Regions from separate parts of the Sus scrofa genome. Here region 1 is linked to region 2. A link is a contact called in public Hi-C data. All regions are on one chromosome and are shown on one strand. Each heading gives the region's core, a stretch centred on a gene start, on an enhancer-like site or on the middle of the called end of the contact. The rest is flanking DNA. Distances are from core to core; before and after follow the strand shown. Region 1 overlaps HMGA2 (high mobility group protein HMGI-C). Region 2 has its middle 220 kb from the start of HMGA2.

What was found. Hi-C and Micro-C count contacts between places; a contact is called where the count stands out from the background.
Region 1: a contact with region 2 is called in a Hi-C map of fetal heart ventricle, with 2.7 times the contacts expected there. The contact joins two enhancer-like sites. A contact is called at or near these places in 2 of 47 Hi-C or Micro-C datasets (embryonic fibroblasts and fetal heart ventricle).

What each region holds. Positions count from the first base shown.
Region 1 is chr5:30,257,313-30,260,223 of Sscrofa11.1, forward strand. The region is part of intron 3 of HMGA2 (high mobility group protein HMGI-C); the gene reads left to right. Among named protein-coding and RNA genes, the nearest start is that of HMGA2, 70 kb to the left of the region's middle. Within about 2 kb of position 1,254, at least 26 of the 83 cell types and tissues checked have an H3K27ac peak or open chromatin away from gene starts, as enhancers often do.
Region 2 is chr5:29,962,404-29,965,116 of Sscrofa11.1, forward strand. No RefSeq gene overlaps it. Among named protein-coding and RNA genes, the nearest start is that of HMGA2, 220 kb to the right of the region's middle. Within about 2 kb of position 1,303, at least 3 of the 83 cell types and tissues checked have an H3K27ac peak or open chromatin away from gene starts, as enhancers often do.

The DNA of each region.
Region 1 (2,911 bases), core at 4-2,503, 290 kb after region 2:
ACTTTTCACTCCTTCCTTTACCTCCTCTTCCACATCTTCCTCTTCCCATCCTTTGGGACAATTTGTCTTTTTTTTTTTTTTTTAAGGCCACAGGTGCGGCATATGGAAGTTCCCAGGCTAGGGGTCAAATCACAGCCACAGCTGCCGGCCTACACCACAGCCACAGCAACATCAGATCCAAGCCTCGTCTGTGATCTGCACCACAGCTCACAGCAATGCCAGATCCTTAACCCACTAAGCAGGGGCCAGGGATCCAACCTGCATCCTCATGGATACTAGTTGGGTTCATTTCCACTGAGCCACAGTGGGAACTCCCCAATTTGTCTTTTTAATGTGAAGCATAGAAACTTCCTCCAGGCCTTGGATTCCAAACCCCTATACCTAACAGTCCGTTTAGACGATGGAACTAAACAAGCATTGTAACTCCAGGGAGCTTCCTGGTTTCACCATCCCTTTTTTGCCTCTTAGGGGCCAGACAATGCTAGGTTCATGGGAGACCTAGCCAGAAAACTGGCACGTCAATTAATCTGTAGTTAACCACAGCAGTAAATGAAGACAAAGGAAATGCAGATGTACGTCGGGGAGAAACTTTGAGTGGTTCCATCAGTAGTGACTCATGGTGTTGAGCTACAGGAATATTTTCCTCCACACAGTCTCCCCGTGCCCTCTGTGACCCTGGAGCAGAATGTGAGGATGACTGTCAGGCTTGGGGTGGGTTCTGTGGTCATGGCTGTGAAGATTGGCCCCATGGATGCTAATCCAGCTGACACATATTTTAAGAAACATGTATTGCGGAAAGTGGCACGATGTTCGTTTACGGCATGGTGGTAATTAAGAGAGTGAATTGCATATTAAAAAGCCTAAGACAGCAGAAGAGCAGTTTCTGGCTTCTCCACGTTTGGGCTGCAGAATCAGAGGAGGCAGGGGAGACGGAGGGAAGAGACAGCGCTACGAGCTGGAGTTCTGGCCTGAGCTCTGCCTCCCTTGGCCCTGTAATGCAGGAAGCCCCTTCTCTAATCCCTGTGGGTCTCCCGTTCCCCGCCCACCATCTGGGTGATTACGTCTCAGGAGTATTCCTTGAGAGCGTGTCTCATCTTTTCTCTCCCGCTTCGCTTCGTTGCTTCGTCCCTCTGACTTTTGTCCCCTCCCACCCACTCAGTCCATTCAGCAGTTCCGATTTCTACAAGAACGTGCCTCCTTGTGTCCTGGTTGCTGAATGTGGAGTGGCGTGCCCTGCCTCTCCACCGGCGCTTGCACTGATGGTCTTGGCTGGGCAGCAGAGGCTGCTGGCAGGAGCCTGAGAGGGAACGCACCGTGGTAGCAGCATGAAAGAATTTGGCAAGGAGGTGCTTGCCACATGATTGTGATTCATACTGTACTCTCAAAGTGTGGCAAGAGGGCTAGGAAAGGCTTTTAATGCCAGCACACAAAGAGCAAAGACACTCATTTTCAAACATCACATTCTTTTTATAGTACAGGCATGCCTCATAGGGAAAATATTGAACTTGGCCTGCCAGCACCACGAGAGTCGTCCCAACTGTGATTTTATTGCTTGAGTCACTCCCTGAATCAGATACTGGCTGCACGGAGGAAGTTTTCTATTAGGGATGCTTTGAAATGGTGTTTTTAATTAATTAACACCGACGCTGGGCTGGGTTTTCATTTACTTCTAGCTGATTGCTTTTTTCTTTCCTTGCCTGCACCTTTTTTGGACGTTTCCTCAAGGTCTCCGCTGGATCATTTCTGAGTGTCTTGGTGAAAGAGTCATCTGTGTCGGCTGAACAATGCGAGGGAACTCTTCAAAGTAGAGTTCCCCATCTCTGAATGAATCTGATACATGGGAACAGTGGAGTCCGGGGACCGGGGCTCTGAAAAGTCTGGCATAATGCTTTTTGATCCCTTCAGCCGTCCTCAATTCATTCATCCTGTTGTTAAAACTTAAAACTAGAGCTGGCCAGCTGTTGGGAAAAGTCCTCAATTTTATTTCAACCAAATGCTGCTGCCTCCTGGGGCTAGGAGGGGGCTGACTCCAAGCACAATTATAAATGTGTAGCTCTTGCGGGCGGCGGAAACCTACAAAATGGCCTTGATTCACAGGGCGCCTTTGGCTCAAAGGCTCTCTGCTTCCCGTGTGCCATAAATCTGTATCTGCATCAAAAAGTGTAAAGGCTGCAGTGTATAGAAGTGCCTCTTCCTCTGAGTGTGTCTGTGACAGATTTATACTGATGGCTATCCCGCTCCACAGTCACCGATCCCTATTAGAGGCATGCTCCACTAACGCAGCCCCCATTTCCTGGAGACGGGGAGACAAGGTCCTGCGTGAAGGAAGAAGGGTTGAAATTACAGCGCCACTCTCTAATCGCTGTTAGTGCAGCAGACCTCGAAGGGCCGCAGCAAGACCCTCTCTGTTCCTGCCACATCCTCCCTCTTCCCGCTGCTGTGGTTGCAGCCTGAGACCCAGGGTGTTCGGCCTTAGTTCAGGATCTGCCAGGACAGGGCACCCCAGAATCCAGCGTTGTCTGAGTACAGGCCAAACATACCTGGACAAAGAAAGAAGTCACCTCTTGTTAGCGTTTTTGATGTCTTCCATGTGAGGGCATTTTGTTCCGGAACACACAAGTGTAAGACGTGAGAGCAAAAAAAAAAAAAAAAAAAGGGCGTGGTGAGCATTGAGGCCACTTAGAGGTTTTGTGTGTTTGTCTTTGTAAACGGATGCAGAACAGGAGTTGTTTTGGCAGCCGCCTCCTTGTTGGAGATGCCCATCCTTAGCGAACACTGGGGCTTCTGGAACCACACGGCTGGTTAAAACCCCCTTCTCGGCTACCTTCATGGTTTACAGCGGGCCGGACGGTCCTTGCTGACAAAGAGCTAAACCAGAGCTGTGATTCCAAGTGTTAAGCAACTAAGTGAC
Region 2 (2,713 bases), core at 53-2,552:
CTGGCGTTGCTGTGAGTTGTGGTGTAGGCTGGCAGCTGTATCTCTGATTGGACCCCTAGCCTGGGAACTTCCATATGCTATGGGTGCGGCCCTAAAAAAAGACAAAAAAAAAAAAAAAAGAGTCAATATTCATCCTTAAATGAATTACCCATGATCCTTCGCAGGGCGCCTTGTTAACCACAAAGCAATCAGAGAGCTTTATTTAGGAAGAAACAGCTCCTTATCTCTTGTCCTCCAAGGGAAATCAGCGGTCATTGCCTAGAGATGGTCTCAGCATGACTCTGGGGCTCCAGTTTCTCTATGATACAATCAGCCCTCAGTCATAGCTACATAAAGTGGCGGCACTCCCCCGTATGTCTCACTCATGGCAGTAATCACACTTCTAGTACATCTGTTGTTTTTAAATTTCCAGTCCCATTAATTCTTCCTTTTTTTCTTCATTAAGATATGAGGAGTTGAGAATACCCATATTCACTTTGAAGTACCCTCACTTAAATGAGAGACTTGAAAAAAAATCGAGACATGAGGCAATCCTGAAAATATGAATAAAAGAATATAAATATTTCTCCAGCCTCTCTAGTCTTCATTAAAATACGCAAGAGGAAGAAACCGGTTTGCCCTTCTATATTTAATTTGGACTCTGACCTCTTTGAAAACTTCAGCAATATGATTAATTTTAGCTTATCTTATGGAATGTCTCTCCACCTATAAATAAGTCTATTCATCTTAAGAAGAGCATAAATATCCCTCCTGTTTTACAGTTATTTTTAAATATCTCTTACATATAATTGTAGTGGGATCTATTTCCAGGACAATAGCTAAGTATCGGTTACATTTCTATTATGCTCTATTAGTTTCATGGTTGAAAAACTAAAGCAAAAATAAGCTTTTTTTGGATGAATATGAACCCAGCATTAATCGGAGTAACATGAATAATTCAAAGAGCAAAGGGACCCTGATATTCGCTCTAATAAGACCAAAAAGGATAAGAAAAGAGAAGAGAAAGAGACAGAGAAGGGGAGAGAAAGAAGAAGAGGAGGAAGAGGAGAGCTTGAGAGTTTTCAATATCAGATGTAGGTATTAAAAAAATTCCATTATTACATTTTTTGATGTTTTCCCACATAGTGTTGGAAAAGCGGAAGAGCCCTCTCTCTGGTTTATTAGCTAAGCATCTAATTTTCCACTTTTCTGTCTCCAGAGTCTGCAGGTCCATGCAAGGCCCTTGTTGCCACACAGGAAAGCACTGGATTATGTGAATGCATTAAACCCTTGAGGCTGAGAGGCAAAAAATTATTTCCAGTGTGAAGTTATCTTCAAATAGTTAATAGTACTTATAGCAATAATATATGCTTCAAAGTGGTGATAAAATAAACTGCTCAAGGAGAGATGGCATTAAAATCTATTAAAAATCCTATTGCTACAGGGAAACCTTAAGTATCTGGAATTTCTAGGGCCACAATTCATTTCTTATATTTGAACTCGAACCTTTAAAATGAAAACTTACACATGGGGAATTACACGTGGGACTCACACATGGGAAATGAATTATCAGGTTTTACTTTCTAGGTCATTCCCCATTGGAAGAACAGACTTTCCGTCAGAAGACAAAGGGCATGCTTTTCTCCAGAGAACTATCTCCCCATTGATAAATAATGAGCAAACGCAGAACACTTAAGTAGTGTTCCCGCCAGTAGTGCGAGCCGTGTCAGCACTAACCAGCTGGTCCTTGTCTGTTTTGCAGTCAAAGAAAATGGGAACTCAGCATGTATCCGGGTTCCCAAGGACAGGAGGATTCCATCTGCCAGGTGTGCGCATGGGCAGAATGCCCAGCCCAGGTCATCTTACAGAGAACCTTGCTCAGGCATGGCCAGCAAAGGAAAGGCAAGCAAAAGGCCACAGTTGCTGTTTCTGCAACACGGTTACGCTCTGCCAGACATCCTTGTATTTTTTCCCAATTAGGTAAACAAGTGTTCAGGGATCAAATTAGAGTCATGAGAGAAGGTTGGAATGGAGAATAGTTTGAGTGTCGTGATTTCTGCCATTCATGAAGTCAACACAGTTCTTTCGGTAATCAAAAGTGTGTCCAGAGGAACAGAGAATGCGGCAGGCAGGGTGGTGAGTGAGGAATTACCACATAACTGTCACCTTTGGCATATTTGCTTCTATCTATACTATCTAGGAACTGGGATCGTATTTATTAACATACTTTGCAGCAGGGCTTTCAAGTATCTGCATGTAATTATTGTGGAGCAAGTCTTGGGCAATCCATTTTGGTTTTGTCTAACCCAGAAAGGTGAACTGGAATGAGAGTGTTTTCTGGATAATTTGATCCAATGGAAGAATACCCTGGAGACACATGGCGGTGTCAAGGTTCTTGCAGCTCATGCCTTAGAACCCAGTTACATGGGAGACCATGTTTGAACAATGTCCTTTAAAGAGTTCAGTAACTAAACGCCACTGGACACGAGCCAAGACAAGCCTCTTGAATGCCAAATTCCACTCTAGTGGGTCATGTTATTGGATGGCTCAAATGAATTTGGGCCAGGAAAAAGGAGGGCTTCCTTTCTCTCAATAGTTGGTTTTTTGTCGGAATTATCCAGATAATTGCTTTACTTTTTAACTTTCCTTTGCCTGCATGGAGTAGAGAGGCAGCTCTACTTATTTGTCTTTCATTAAAATAGAATCAATACCAGTAATTCTCAGAAATCATGCT